2 separate regions of the Pan troglodytes genome follow, and region 2 is linked to region 1. Evidence: chromatin contacts called from public capture Hi-C data. All regions are on one chromosome and are shown on one strand. Each heading gives the region's core, a stretch centred on a gene start, on an enhancer-like site or on the middle of the called end of the contact. The rest is flanking DNA. Distances are from core to core; before and after follow the strand shown. Region 1 overlaps LOC104006587 (a long non-coding RNA gene). Region 2 overlaps ARHGAP26 (Rho GTPase activating protein 26).

The links. Capture Hi-C pulls out chosen DNA fragments and counts their contacts.
Region 2: a contact with region 1 is called in a capture Hi-C map of stem cell-derived neural stem cells, with 5 times the contacts expected there. The contact joins two enhancer-like sites. A contact is called at or near these places in 4 of 7 Hi-C or Micro-C datasets (blood, induced pluripotent stem cells and stem cell-derived neural progenitor cells), 1 of 1 datasets of contacts at active chromatin or transcription factors (stem cell-derived excitatory neurons) and 1 of 1 other capture datasets (stem cell-derived neural stem cells).

What each region holds. Positions count from the first base shown.
Region 1 is chr4:140,432,815-140,439,442 of NHGRI_mPanTro3-v2.0_pri, forward strand. It overlaps LOC104006587 (a long non-coding RNA gene), which reads left to right. Exons shown (of 8, transcript XR_010157350.1): 1 at 1-193; 2 at 1,974-2,124. Among named protein-coding and RNA genes, the nearest start is that of FGF1, 21 kb to the left of the region's middle. Within about 2 kb of position 2,802, at least 1 of the 24 cell types and tissues checked has an H3K27ac peak or open chromatin away from gene starts, as enhancers often do. A contact at or near this core is called in stem cell-derived neural stem cells, where this site is marked.
Region 2 is chr4:140,595,852-140,602,897 of NHGRI_mPanTro3-v2.0_pri, forward strand. ARHGAP26 (Rho GTPase activating protein 26) reads left to right here. Exons shown (of 24, transcript XR_008548285.2): 4 at 333-404; 5 at 6,253-6,354. Among named protein-coding and RNA genes, the nearest start is that of ARHGAP26, 110 kb to the left of the region's middle. Within about 2 kb of position 2,105, at least 2 of the 24 cell types and tissues checked have an H3K27ac peak or open chromatin away from gene starts, as enhancers often do. A contact at or near this core is called in stem cell-derived neural stem cells, where this site is marked.

The DNA.
Region 1 (6,628 bases), core at 1,552-4,051:
CTGAAATAAGGACAGGATTGGAAGGACATTGAAGTAAAATTGGCACGTGTTGTTCCACATCTAAAGGCTGGAAGCCATTTGGGCAGAGGCAGAATCTCGGCTCAGAGTCTAGCCCTGCAGGACCCAGTGTGGCAGCTGCGTGTCTCTGGAGCACTGGAGACGAGGCTACTGCAAATTAAGATCTGCTGTAAAGGTAAGATACACACTAATTACAAAAACAAGAATGTTAAATATATCAGAGATTTTAAAAATATTGATTACATACTAAAAAGCATCAGCACAGTAACTCACACGTACTAAGCACTCAGGATATGTAGTCTATTTTTTCTGTTGTTGTTTAAACCCAAAGAGCTGAGAGTTTATTATATGTCAGTGTCCTAGGTAAGACAATACTTGCAGATACCCTCACAGTCTGCCAAATGGAAGAGGAAAATATTCCACTTTTTAGAGAGGTGGTTCTCAAATGGGAGAATTTTGCCTCCCAGGGCCATCTGGTGATGTCTGAGACACATTTAACTATCAAAACCTGGGGGAAGTGGCTGCTACTGGCATCAAGTAGGTGGAGGCCAGGGATGCTGCTAAAATCCTACAATGTACAGGACAAACTACCCCCACAACAAAGAATTGCCACGTCAAAATATCAATCGGGCCCAGGTTGAGACATCCTGAATTGGTGGCTCTTGATCACTCACAGATGTGACTGATTAATAATCAAGCTCAGCAAGTGTGTGGTGGAAGGAGAATTACAAGTGTTATCCAAAGAGGCATTTCCTGGCCAGCAGCATTGGCGTCACCTAGAATTTACTAGAAGAGTAAATTCTCAGGCCTACCCCAATCCTACTGAGTCAGCTCTCTGGGGGTGAAGCCCCTATATCTACATTTTAACAAGCCTTCCAGGTGATTCTAATACAAGCCAAACTTCTGAGAAGCGCCGCTCCACTGCCCCTGTGTCCTAGTTACCAACTCCTGCTCGTTCCGGGTTGAGCAGTAGGTGGCAGTGAATCGCAGAACGGTATTTGGACGGCTGCTAAATGCTGAGAAGGGGCTGGCTTGCACCAGATTGGTTGGTGATGGAGCTGGTGACAATTGCTCCAGTGTTCTTACACTAGCCCACAGTTCATGATGCCAGCTTTCTCATTTCAGGAAAGTTCAGGGAACAAATCCAAACATGGTTCAAAGTCATTCTAAGGTCTCTTCTTAGTCACATGGTGTTTCCAAGGCTTTGAAATTGTTTACTTCTAACTCATGTTTTCAAAGTTGTATCCTTCAACAGATAATTCTGTGAGTATCTGGGTTTGGACTATTCTCCTAAGATACCTTCCCACCCTATAAAATCCCAAAGTCATGAGTACAAATCATTTCTGCCATCCTTGGACACCTTTTGGGCAAAGTATTTGACCCATCTCATGCTGAATGGACCCTTGGCCCCTCCTCTGCAATGGACCAGATCCGGTGAATGGTGAACATCCTGTTTCCCTGGATCTTTTGTCAGGCAGATAAAATTCAGTGTTTGGCAAACTTTGATAAGGCTGAGAGTGAGGTCACTGCAGTTCAGGTTATTTTCTATTTGGGCCACAAGAGGACACCCTCCACTCAGCCATGAGCATCTATAGTCTCCATAAAGCTCCGAAGTGGGTTGAGTGATGTGCTGGATTATGAAGAGGGGACAGTCACCTGCTAGAGAGGGAGGGGATGTCACTTTCCTTCTGTAGAGTGGTGGGAGGAAGTGGCTTTGGATCAGACCTCAGCCCTGAACTCTAGAGCTGGGTTGCTCGAAGTGTGGCTCCCCGACCAACCGTATCCCCATCAACTGGGAAGTTGTTAGAAAAGCACATTCTGGGGTCCTAGCCCAGACCTGCTGAATCCGAAGCTCTGGGGGTGGAGCCCAGCAATCTCTGGTTTAACAAGACCCCTCCCCTCCCAGGTGATTTCCATGTGAGCTCTCGCTCGAGAACTGCTATTCTCTCCTCCAGAGCATCTTCCTGGTTATTCTCTGGGACGCAAAACCATGGTGGCATCTGATCTCATCACACTTCTGCCAGGAGGTGAAATCGAAGAGGCTACATTCTTGATGCTCAATGTCTTCTTCAGGTCATTTGCCTGAGGATACCTGGGGATACTGAGGTCAGTCATTCTGCATGAACGTGTGCAGTCCCTGGGCTCAGCCCTGGGCCAAAGGCTCTGAGGGATGTAAGGGTCACTAAATAATAATTTGTCAGCCCTCACAGAGCTTCCAGTCCTCCATGAAATGCAGGGTTGCCGCCTGAAAACAGACCAAAGGGGGCACACGACATGGTTCTGACAGCATGGGTAAATACAAGGAAGCTGGGAGCCGTGCAATGCTGCACGCGTCCCCTCCCCGGCTTCATCTCCCATTCCCTCCCACCCAGCTGCTGTTGCAGGGCCCCCTGCCTTCTTTTTCACTCTCAACAGCACACCCTCAGTTTGCCCTTGTTTTCATTTCCTTTTCCCCTTACCTCCCATACCTCTTTTCCAATCTCTCCCCCTCCCGTTCTGGTTTTGTTGTAAATCACAAAATTTCAGGAACAGGCCCAGCAAGGACAGAAGCCCCAAGGGGCAGGGGAAAAGGAGAGAAACTGCATAGATAAGAACAGGCTTCTTTTCAGAGTAAAGACTAAGAAGACACAGACATACTGTAATAGTAGTTACCCTTGTCCGAAGGGCAGTGCAAGCCTGGAAAAGGGAGACCACCCGTGGGCTAGGGAGTGGGAAAGAAGCTCTTTAGGGTGTCTGGACACGAGCTAAACCTTCACAGGGCAGGGGGACTTGGGAAAGCAGAGGGGACGGAGAGGCCATGCCAGCCCCATAGCAGGGAGGAGCTGGGGTGGGAGGGGGGCCGGGGGCAGCCTGGTGGGGAGGGAGGATGGATGGGGAGTCATAGGAAGTGAGGCAAGATGGGCTCCCAGATGGAGGAGGAAGCAGTTAAAGTCTGAGTTTTATGATAGATGTACCAAAGAGGTGTGATAGCTTCTGAGCAGAGGAAAACTGTGTATATTGTTATTGTGAAGACATCTTCTCTTCCTGAGGTCACAAACTCAAATGCCTATAGCATGAAGCAGGCCAGGTAAGAAGCTGGAGGGCCTGGAGGGGTCGCGTGAGCTGGAGAGCACGTGTCCACCCTGAAGTGGGCAGTGATACACAAATCCCGACAATTATTACCAGGGGCAAGTAGAAGCTGAGTTGCGAAGTCATCCAGTTTTTCGACAGAAATTGGATGTCTGGATTTCTTTCTCATAATGTAAAATTTCTTCATTTTTAAATAGGCAGCTCATTGAAAATTAAAAAAAATCTGTACACCTTTGGGTGGTAACTTCTGACCTGTATTTTAAAAAATTGGACCTGAGGGTTTGTACCATACTCTTAATCTAAAATATTATGACCATTGTTTCTTCTTAGTTTCCTCCCTCACCCCTTTCTAGCAAATCCATTTATTATGAACAAAAAATATGATAACATCCAAACATGAACAACGTACTGTTTTCAACACTGCACACGAATTATCTCATCCTCACACAACCCTGTAAGATTATCTACTCGCACTCTATAGATGAGAGAACTGAGGTACAGAGAGGGAAAACAACTTGCTCCAAATCTCAGTAGTTTTAAGTGGGGGAGCCAAGACCGAAGCCCAGCTGGTCAGACTACAGGGTCGTGAGTTCAGCCTGTGTGTTATATCCTTCCCTATATTCTTTGGTGACCATATTTCAGTTGTGTTTTTCCCTCTTCCAAGTATGAGTGACATTTGTGAGGTTGTATTTTCCTTCTTGTGTTAAAATATTAGGTTCACTGTCTTTATTGCCCGTGCCCTGGTGCCTGAGGCCTGTGAGTCAGCTGTGCTCAGTCTAGCAAGCATCCATGGAGGACCCGCCGTGCGCCATGCATCGTGCTGGTGCCAGCTGTCCAATTTCATGAAACTCCATTTTAATAAAGGATACTGACAGATAGAAACCAAAAATTTCAACCTAATATGGGATGTTATGTTGAGACAAAGGCATCTTTGGTATGCACTGCGATCATATAATGGAGTCATAAATGTGGAGGAGGGGTGGGTCAGGGAAGACTTCCTGGGAGAAACATCCTGGGGGCTAAGTCTCAAAGAACTCTGAGGAACACCAGGTTCAAGAGGCCAGGCATTAGAAGTCAGAGGGGTGCAGGGAAGGTCAGCAGAGTGGCGATAAGGCAGGAGGAAGGAGCCTGGGATGGTAGGGTTGAGCCTACCTGAGACAGCTGATGGATAGGAGGAAGGGACCAGTCAGAGGGGCTGGGGAATCATGACCTGACATTGTGTGTGTTGATTCAGTGTCTACACACTCAGTGTCAGGCCATGGGGAAGACCCCACAGAGAGGGCAAGGCTTGTCATTGAAGTGGATGGATGAGAGGCTCTACCCCTCATTATTTGTGGGGCCTTAGGCAGGCTGCTTTGCCTCTGGGAAGCCAAGTTTCCTCACCTGTGAAATGAACTCAAACTTATTCAGCTTAGTGAGTACTGAATAAGAAGATGCTAGTGCCAAGTCTAGCACAATGCCTGACCCCAGCAATCATTCAGACAATGTTTGCGATTACTATCATTTCTGACACTTAGTAAATGTTTATTGAAGGAGTGAAAGGGAGCAATGGCTTAGGTGACCCCAGCGGCACCCAACGCAGTTGGGAGATCAGATCATCAGCTAAGCTTAAGCCTGGCCCATGATTTCCACTTGTCTTACGAGGACTGGGAAATAAGGGTTACATTAGTTTGAGGGAGACTTCAGCTTTAACATAAACTCCAAGTGACGCCATCCAGTCCACCGGAGAAGCAGCCTGCCTCAACAGGCAAGTCTGACCACAGAGACTGCAGCTGAATCAGCCGTAACTCGGAGCTGAGGCTGATAATTTTCTGAGGCTTGCTGCACGCCTGTGAATCTTGCGTTCCTGTAGGTTACATCATTCTGTCCAGGTGCAGACAGTCCCGCTGATGGAACACTCCCCGGCAGCTGCAGCAACCTGGCACCTGGCATGGAGGAGTCCATCTGGTGGTGATATGCAGCCACTCAGGACTCGTGCCAGCCACGCCGGCTCCTGGATGACAGGCAGATATGGCTGTGGCTGCCTTGCTTACTCCCAAATAGCACAGAGCGGGACAGTCTTCCAGCCAGGTGGGTAGTTCCAGGAGGCCACATTCACCTTGGAGATTCCTACGATACTCAGGAAAAGAAAGAAAAGCTGCGTACAGTTCTTACAATCATGCTTGTCATTTCTGTAGTCCTTTTTGTTTAAGGATCTCAGCTGCTGGGGCACGTGCAAGTTTTCCTTCAGTTTCTGTGCCAGCAATAATGTGCCTTGATTTTCGGGCAGTTATAAGTGGCCAGAGAGAAAGGGGACCTTAAAAGTGTAAGCCTGGCTTATTTTTTCTGGAATGAGATTTCTGCAGCAGTGGGTCCCAAACTCAGCACTGTGCTGGGTTTTTCTAGAGGAATATGACACACACAGGACTGCCAATTCTGATTCAGTAGGTGTGTGGCCAGCCCCAAACACCTGCATTATTAACCAGCTCAAGGGGTGGTCCCCTAACTGGCTGCCTCCAATCCCCTGAGGTACTTGTTAAAAATGCAGGTCCCTTGGCCATACCCCAGACCCACTATATAGACAGCTCTATCTAGGGTGTGGATGGATGGAGTTTCACTCTTGTCACCCAGGCTGGAGTGCAATGGCATGTTCTCGGCTCACCACAACCTCTGCCTCCCGGGTTCAAGCAATTCTCCTGCCTCAGCCTCCAGAGTAGCTGGGATTTCAGGTGCCTGCCACCACGCCTGGCTAATTTTTTTGTATTTTTAGTAGAAACGGGGTTTCACCACATTGTCCAGGCTGGTCTCGAACTCCTGACCTCATGATCCACCCGCCTCGGCCTCCCAAAATGTTGAGATTACAGGCGTGAGCCACTGCACCTGGCCAATGGCTTCCTTTTTAACAGGTGACTTTTGCCACAGGTCCCTCAGCGGCTCTTGAACACAGTCAAGTTTTAGAGCTGCTGCCGTATGTGATTCTGATGCACTGTATTTGACTACTACTCCAGAACAATTATGCTTGAATTTCTGTCTTGCAGACCCTAGATTTTTTTTCCCCTGACTCAACTAGACTGTCCTCAGCAGCTGAGAGAAGTGTTGTTGGCCAACATAACACAAAAGAGGCAAAGAAAGTAGAAAAGTGATGTAATCTGAAGCCATGTGGAGTCTGAGGCCAAGAAATTGTGATGGAAAAACACCAGGGATCCTCACCTTGACTATGACCCAGCTTTGAGTGTTGAAACGGAGTGTGTGAAGACACTGCACAGTTCTTTGGCGAACGGGCTAGTTGGATTAGCAACCTTCTGCTTGGAGAAGCTTCTGCCACTGCTTGTAGGTTTGCTTGGCTTTTGTACTTCTTTTTTTTTTTTGAGACAGTCTTGCTCTGTCACACAGGCTGGAGTGCAGTGGTGCCATCTCAGCTCACTGCAACCTCTGCCTCCCAGGTTCAAGCAATCCTCCAGCCTCAGCCTCCCAAGTAGCTATGACTACAGGTATGCACCACTATGCCCAGCTAATTTTTGTATTTTTAGTAGAGACAGGGTTTTGCCATGCTGGCCAGTCT
Region 2 (7,046 bases), core at 855-3,354, 160 kb after region 1:
ATGTCACCGAAGCTTGTAACTTAGACCCCACTCTTTTACCAGTTCCCCTCTGCCCCTTCAGAGGATCGCTTACAGTTTTAGAGTTCCTCATTTTTACTTTTAAATAACCAATATTAATCATGCATGGGAGGAAGATTATCATGTTTTGAAATGATGACAGTTTTGATTTGACATGCTATTAGTTTGAAGGTTGTAAACAGTTGACATGTACAACACTGCCTCCCCAAATTTTATTTTAAGACATGGGGAGGCATCTCATGCTGGAGCTGCTGTAATTCTTTACTGATACTGCTTTCATGTCTTCTTTCCCTTACTCTGTTGTTCTTCACCAGATTGAGAATGCCAGCGAGGTGCTCATCACTCCCTTGGAGAAGTTTCGAAAGGAACAGATCGGGGCTGCCAAGGTGAGAATTTTGCAAGCTTTGGTCTGGATTTTAGGGTGAGAGGTCTGGAAAACACAGCACCTTCTTTAAAAAAAAGTCTTCAGAAATGTCTTCAGAAAATCGAAGCCCACATTCTTCAGAAAATCTTAGGCAGAAAACTCTATAGAGCCCAACTCATCAGTTCTTTACGGGTGACTGAAGTATGACCATCTGAGCCATCAACCCCGGAGGGGCCATTCTGGTATTTTGTTACCTCATTGTTTTGTGCTTGTTCATGAATCATCCAAAGGTAGAAACCACACCTCATTTGTGTTATTATAATAGATAGCTGTGTGCTTAGACAATTGCCTTTATTGAACAATACATTTGTTTTCGTGGAATTGTATTTTGTGGAGGTCCAGGACTTGCAGCCTAAGCAGGGGTTACAAATTTGTGCCCTGTGGGTACAGGGACTTTCTTTAAAAGGAGGCAGCTGGTACTTAGGTTTAGCTGATTTTTGTTGGGTCTGGAAATGGGCCCTCTCTTGCTGATTCTTTAAATGTTTCAAGACAAACTGAAAAGCCAGTTTTATGTGAAATTTCTTGTTGGCAAATAATTTTAAAATATGTATTACCCATTGTGCAGGTCAAAAAACGACATCTGCAGGCCTGCTTCAACCTGGAGATCACTGTTTGTTATCACTGACCTGGAGGGACTGTAGCCTAAGCTTGACTAATTCTAATGTGTTCTTGAGAGACTGCAAAGGGAATCCTGTTCCTTTTTAAAAGGTGGATTCTCCAGGGCTCCTTTGCCCTGTAATAAATCACTAGGAGGGCTGGGCACAGTGGCTCACGCCTGTAATCCCAGCACTTTGGGAGGCCGAGGCGGGCGGATCACAAGGTCAGGAGTTCGAGACCAGGCTGGCCAATATGGCGAAACCCCATCTCTACTAAAATAGAAAAATTAGCTGGGCATGGTGGTGGGTGCCTGTAGTTCCCAGCTACTCGGGAGGCTGAGGCAGGAGAATCGCTTGAACCCAGGAGGTGGAGGTTGCAGTGAGCCGAGATCACGCCACTGACTGCAGCCTGGGCAACAGAGCAAGACTCCATGTCCAAAAAAAAAAATCACTAGGAAACTCTAGCTGGTTTGACCTTCGGTAGAGTGTTAGAGGCTACCTGCAGAGAAGATGTTTTCATTGGAATCAATGAAAGCAAAAAGATTTCCAACGTTTTCTTCCTGTTTTTCTGGAACTGTGAGTCAATTCAGCTGCGGTCTCTTACTCCACCTGCAGGGACTTTTGGGCAACACCACCCTCTTACTTTGTGTGGATTTTGCTTAGTTGCAAAATGAGGTATTCCTCACCCCTACAACACACACACCCCTAAGTGCATCTGCTTCCTGGAAATAGATATGATTAGGGCCTGCAAAAGATGATGTTTAGTCAGGGTCTTTCAGAGGGATGGTTGATCACAGTTTGAAAGAGGGACTGTGGCAAAGACTTTCTCCCAGTTTTAGAGTATTTTCTACTAATTTTAGTTTACACATTTATGAGGAAGTGGGAGCTCACTGGTGCTGTATCAGAGATTAAGGAATGTATAATTTGCACAAAGTCTTATTCCACTAAGAATTCATACAGACTGTGAACCAGTCCAGTGATGGCAGATAATAAGCTGTGAGCGAATGCTCCCTCAGTTCCTGGCAGTGCAGGCCCCGCCTGCAGGCCTCCTCTTGGTGGCCTTGGGGCCTGTGCCTCCCCACTCTTGAACATGCTTGGCAGTGGCTTCCAGGGGTTATGCAGAGCTTGGAGACTGAGGCAGAGCAGACCTGTCTGTTGAGTCATCTTTTCAATAGTTACTTCTCCTTCTGAGCACAGATGCCTCTCTCTCTGGCCTCTTCTCTCACTCTCTTGAGGGTTACCATGGTTACCAAGGAGGTGAGGCAAGAGTCTGAGTGAGCTCCCTTTGGGCTTGATACCAGTGATCTTAATGATAGGAGGAGCTACTGTGCCCCGGGGCGGCGGCTGGGGGGTGGTATAGATGGTGACATACTAGAATAAAAGAATTTAAATAGTCACTCACCAAAGCATGTTTCCCCTCATGCATATTCTATTCTCCTATTCATTAAAACATGAATAATTATTGATTATTAAATAACTTTTGGATGATCACTAAAGAAGAATTGTGATGACATTTGGGTGATTTCTCATCCCTCCCCATTTGTCATTTTTTCCTCCTGGCGTGTCCTCCTTTGCATCACTCCACACACACATACATTTATATCATAACATTATGTAAATTTAAGAGACAACAAACAAGCAAACAACAGATCCACTTCTAGGCGACCCAGGGAGCAGTCTCAAGAACATCTCAGAGCCAGCAAGTGCTCTTCAGCTGGTTTGGGTATTGGCCAAGTGGAGGTTCTGAACTCTGTCTGTGCCATGCTAAAATTACTTTTTCCTCCTCCTCCACTCTCTGGTGCTGCTTCGGTTGCCATAACAGCCTGTTGCAGAGTGCGCCTTGTGAAGGCTGCCAGGGAGGAAGATTCTTGGGCATTCTTATGCTAATGTGCTACTCTGGAGTAGGGCATGACCCCTGGTGCTTGACATAACCATGGCCCTAAGTTTCTATTTCCAAGTTTGAGGAAATTATTTTTTCCTGTATTAGAGGTACATTTGGAATGCTGGACTCTAGAATAAGTATAACAGACATAAGAGAGTAGCGTAGAGAGTGGATCTACAGCTAGACTGTCTGAATCCAAATCTCACTTCTGCCATTTGCATGTAGACTTGGGGAGATTACTAAACCTCTTCATGCCTGTTTCCTGATCTCTAAAATGGGGGTAATAATAAAACTTGCCTCGTAGAGTTATTATGAAGAAGAAGTTAGTGAACTCCTATCAAATGCTTAAAACGGTGTCTGTCGTATAGCTACCTGAACACGAGAACAAGGTTGGTCATGTAGTCATTCAATGTTAGTGATTATATTAGATACACACAGTTCATTTGTTTAAAAAATATGTGAGAGCCTGCTCTGTGCCAGCACTGTTCTGTGCCCTGATATTTGGTGGAGAACAAGGCAGGCGTGGTTGCTGTGCTCATGAAGTAGCTGGGGTGAAAGACATCAGACAAAAAGATACAAATAAATGTCTAATTTCCAATTGTAGTAGGTTCTTGGGAGGGTTACCTTCATGGCACACGGGACATGGAAAGCAGGTGTGTTCTTGATAAGAAGGAGGCAGGTTTAGGTGATGAGCTCACCACTGTCACCACCATTGCTGACATTTATTGAGCACTTTCCATGTGGTAGGCACCCTGCCAAGCACTATATGTGGTTTATTTCATTTAACCCTAGAAATCCTTTGAGGAGGGGGTGTTCTTATTTTTATTTTGTTATATGGTCCTTGAGCTGAAAGAAGAAACCCGAGCAATTATCTAATCATCCTCAATTTATAGTTCAGGAAATTGAGTCCTGGAGAGGGATGGTGATTTGTTTCTAGCCAGTCCATATTGAGTTGGGAATAAATTTTAGGATTCTAACTCAATCCTTGACTTAACTACCCCACAGTAGACTCTCTGGAAGGTGAAAACCATCTTGTGTCCTGAGTAATGGACACACTCTCCCATCTTAAGAACATTATCTAAGCTGTAGTACTTTTTTGCTGCAGAGGTCTTATTGCTGTTTTCTCAGGACAGAAACGGCTTCCCTTTCTCCTTATTTTTTTCTCTAACTTTGGGTGTCCTCTTAAACATGGAATGTGGAGGCACAAGTTGCCAGAATGTCCCAGAATGCCAGTGACTCATGTTCCCTGGCCTTTTCTCACCTCTGGCCAGCTGGACTGTCTGGGACCAGGATTCTCCTTTTGGAGTTGCTGATAAGGCTGGTGGGAGCGGATACATGTGAGCAGCATTTGGAGTTGGAGCCCCAGTTCAAAGTTGCTGGTTGCACTAATGGAAAAGAATTGCTTGAGTCAAGTCTCTTGCCTGTACCCTCCTCAAATTTGAAGGAGTAATGTGTCCTCAGGCTTTTTCTTCATTTGCTGCTAAATGTTTAATTGTTCTTGTATGTGAACAGTCTTTTAAGCAAAACTCAGATTCATAGAAATGAGTATATGTCAGCTAAAATGGATGTATGGTTATTCTGCCCACTCTGTGAGCATGTACCAGATGAGTGGTATTCTGACATAGCGGAGCTTGTTAGGGCTCCGGGTGATGGCTTCTGGCTCCGAGTGTCCTGCCCCAGGGCATTTGCACTTGATGGTTCTGCTCTAGAAGGCTCTACTCTGCTCCTTCTGTATTTCACAGGTAGGTCTCAGCTCACATCTCCCTTCCCCAAATGATGCCTTTCCTGGGTGCCCTATCTACAGAATCTCTGTGACTGCGCCCTGTTTATTTCCTTTGTAGCACTTGCAGCAGTCTATAATTATGCTGATTATTTGTTTACTGGTTAATCATGGTTCTCCTACTAGAACATTTCTACCATGAGGGTTGGGACCATTTTTGTCTTGTATTTCTGGTGCCTAAAGTAGAGCCTTACACAGAGTGGTTGCTGATTATAAATTTGTTAAAGGAATAAAGAGATGTGTCTGAGCTTCTTTATTTGGCCAGAAAATATTTTTTGTCTTCTAGGCTTTGGAGTTGCAGAAAAACATCCCTATGGGTTCAGGCTCCACATGAGTCAAAAGCAGGAATAATGTACCCAATTAGCAAATTTGATCCCGTTTATCAGCCAAGTGCCAACCTTCTTCCAGCTTCCTTGCCTGCTCTCCCCGTTGGAATGTGGAAGGAAGGCAGACTGCCTGTGACAATGTCTCAGCTGTGGTGGAGAACATGGGCTTTGGAGGCACATTGTCCTAGGCTCCAATCCCAGCTCTGTCACTCTCCGTGACTTTTCACAAGTTCACCTCTTTGGGTCCAAGTTTTCTTATCAGTCAAATGGGAGATAGAAATAGAACCACAATGACCCAATGATTCAGTGGTGGGGAGCAGGGATTAATTATGGTAATTATTTTTCATTTTGAAGACAGTAATACGGATAATAATTTCTTAAAGAGAAGAGAAAAATAACTGTTACCCCATTACCATAACTCAGGTATTTGCCTATAAGTAAATTCCCACCTCATCTTTGTCCATAGGTAGACACACTCTATGTAGGATGCAGCAAGTTTATATAATGCTGTTTTACTTTTCTCTCTAGTTTTCCAATGACTAGTTATGCTTATTGGATGTTCCGTACTTTAATTATGCCAAACGCTATCCTTGGAAGTGATGTTGCTGCTGCTGCTTTTATTTTTCTTTTGCTAGCATAAATGGTGCCGTAGTAAACAAATGTGTGTGAAGATAATATTGTTGTTTTGAATTATTCCTCAGCTTGAAGACCTGCATGTGATATTAAGTGTCAAGAGATATTTAGGCTTACATACCAAGAAGTGTTTTTTTGGACAGTATTAAGGCTGGATCTAGCCTTAGTCTAGACTTGTCTCATTCAAGCTGTGAGGATATCTTCCTTCCTTGGTGTTAGCTTCATAGGTACCCCCACTGCTGCTGCTCCCCAGCCCCCAACCCCTGGCTGCCTTCTGGCCTTGAATATCCTTATGAGTTAGAAAGTAGAAATTTCTGTTTCACAAAGTTCTTAGAGGGGGAATCTTGGCTTTGCCACCATTAGATATTCATGTTTACCTCATTTCTGGTCTTGTCCTGGTTGGTGCCTCTCTGCTAGACACTCAAACTCAGGGGGCTGTTGATGGGTGGCTGCAGGATTTAATGGGCATTACCTGAAAGGTAGGAGCTGAGTCGTCATCTGTGTTCTGAGCAGAAGGATCTTGAGAGATGGAGGCTGCTTTTATTCCTGCAACGTGTCACTCTTTTTCTTTTTCTCTTCTCTTTTCTTGCCAGGAAGCCAAAAAGAAGTATGACAAAGAGACAGAAAAGTATTGTGGCATCTTAGAAAAACACTTGAATTTGTCTTCCAAAAAGAAAGAATCTCAGCTTCAGGAGGTAAGAGACTTTATTAGTATCCTGAATAAAGTGTTCAGTTTGTACACGATGCTGTGGATATGTGCTGGTTGCTCTTTGCTAGAAAATCTTAGGGTTAGAAGGGACCTGGGAAGCCAGGAGATTGCTCCTGATCCCTCATCCAGTGCCTGATGCCTGGACTGCCTTTGTGTCCTCCCATCCCACCCCATCCTTTGTAGCTTTCCCGCCTGTCAAGGTGGAAGACACTGCTGGCCGAGATGACCACCTCCTTGTTGGGCTGCCCTGATTGCTAGATGTCTTCATTTCATACTGACATTTCTTTTCCTGTTTCTCTCACCCTTGGCCTTAATTCTGCCCTCTGTTACTTTACCTTTTGACTTCCTGCCTCTTATCAGTGATTTGAAATGTTAGCATCTCAAACACTTTGGTTATCCTTCCTTAATATTGATTTTTTCATTATTTCAACCAGCACTTGACATTAGTTTTCTTTCTTTTTTTAAAGCAGTGCTTTATTGTCCTGTATATGTTTTGTGCTTTGGTAATGTTGTTTCAAGAAAATACATTCTTAAATTTGCGCTTGGTTTTTCTGGGTTTGCATGGTATCTTTTAAAAAGTAGTTCACTTGGAAAGAAAAATGATGGAGCCATCACAGCCATGGAGCTGTGACCATTTTTATTTAGTTCATGAAGATTGGCATGTTAAGGGAGTTTATG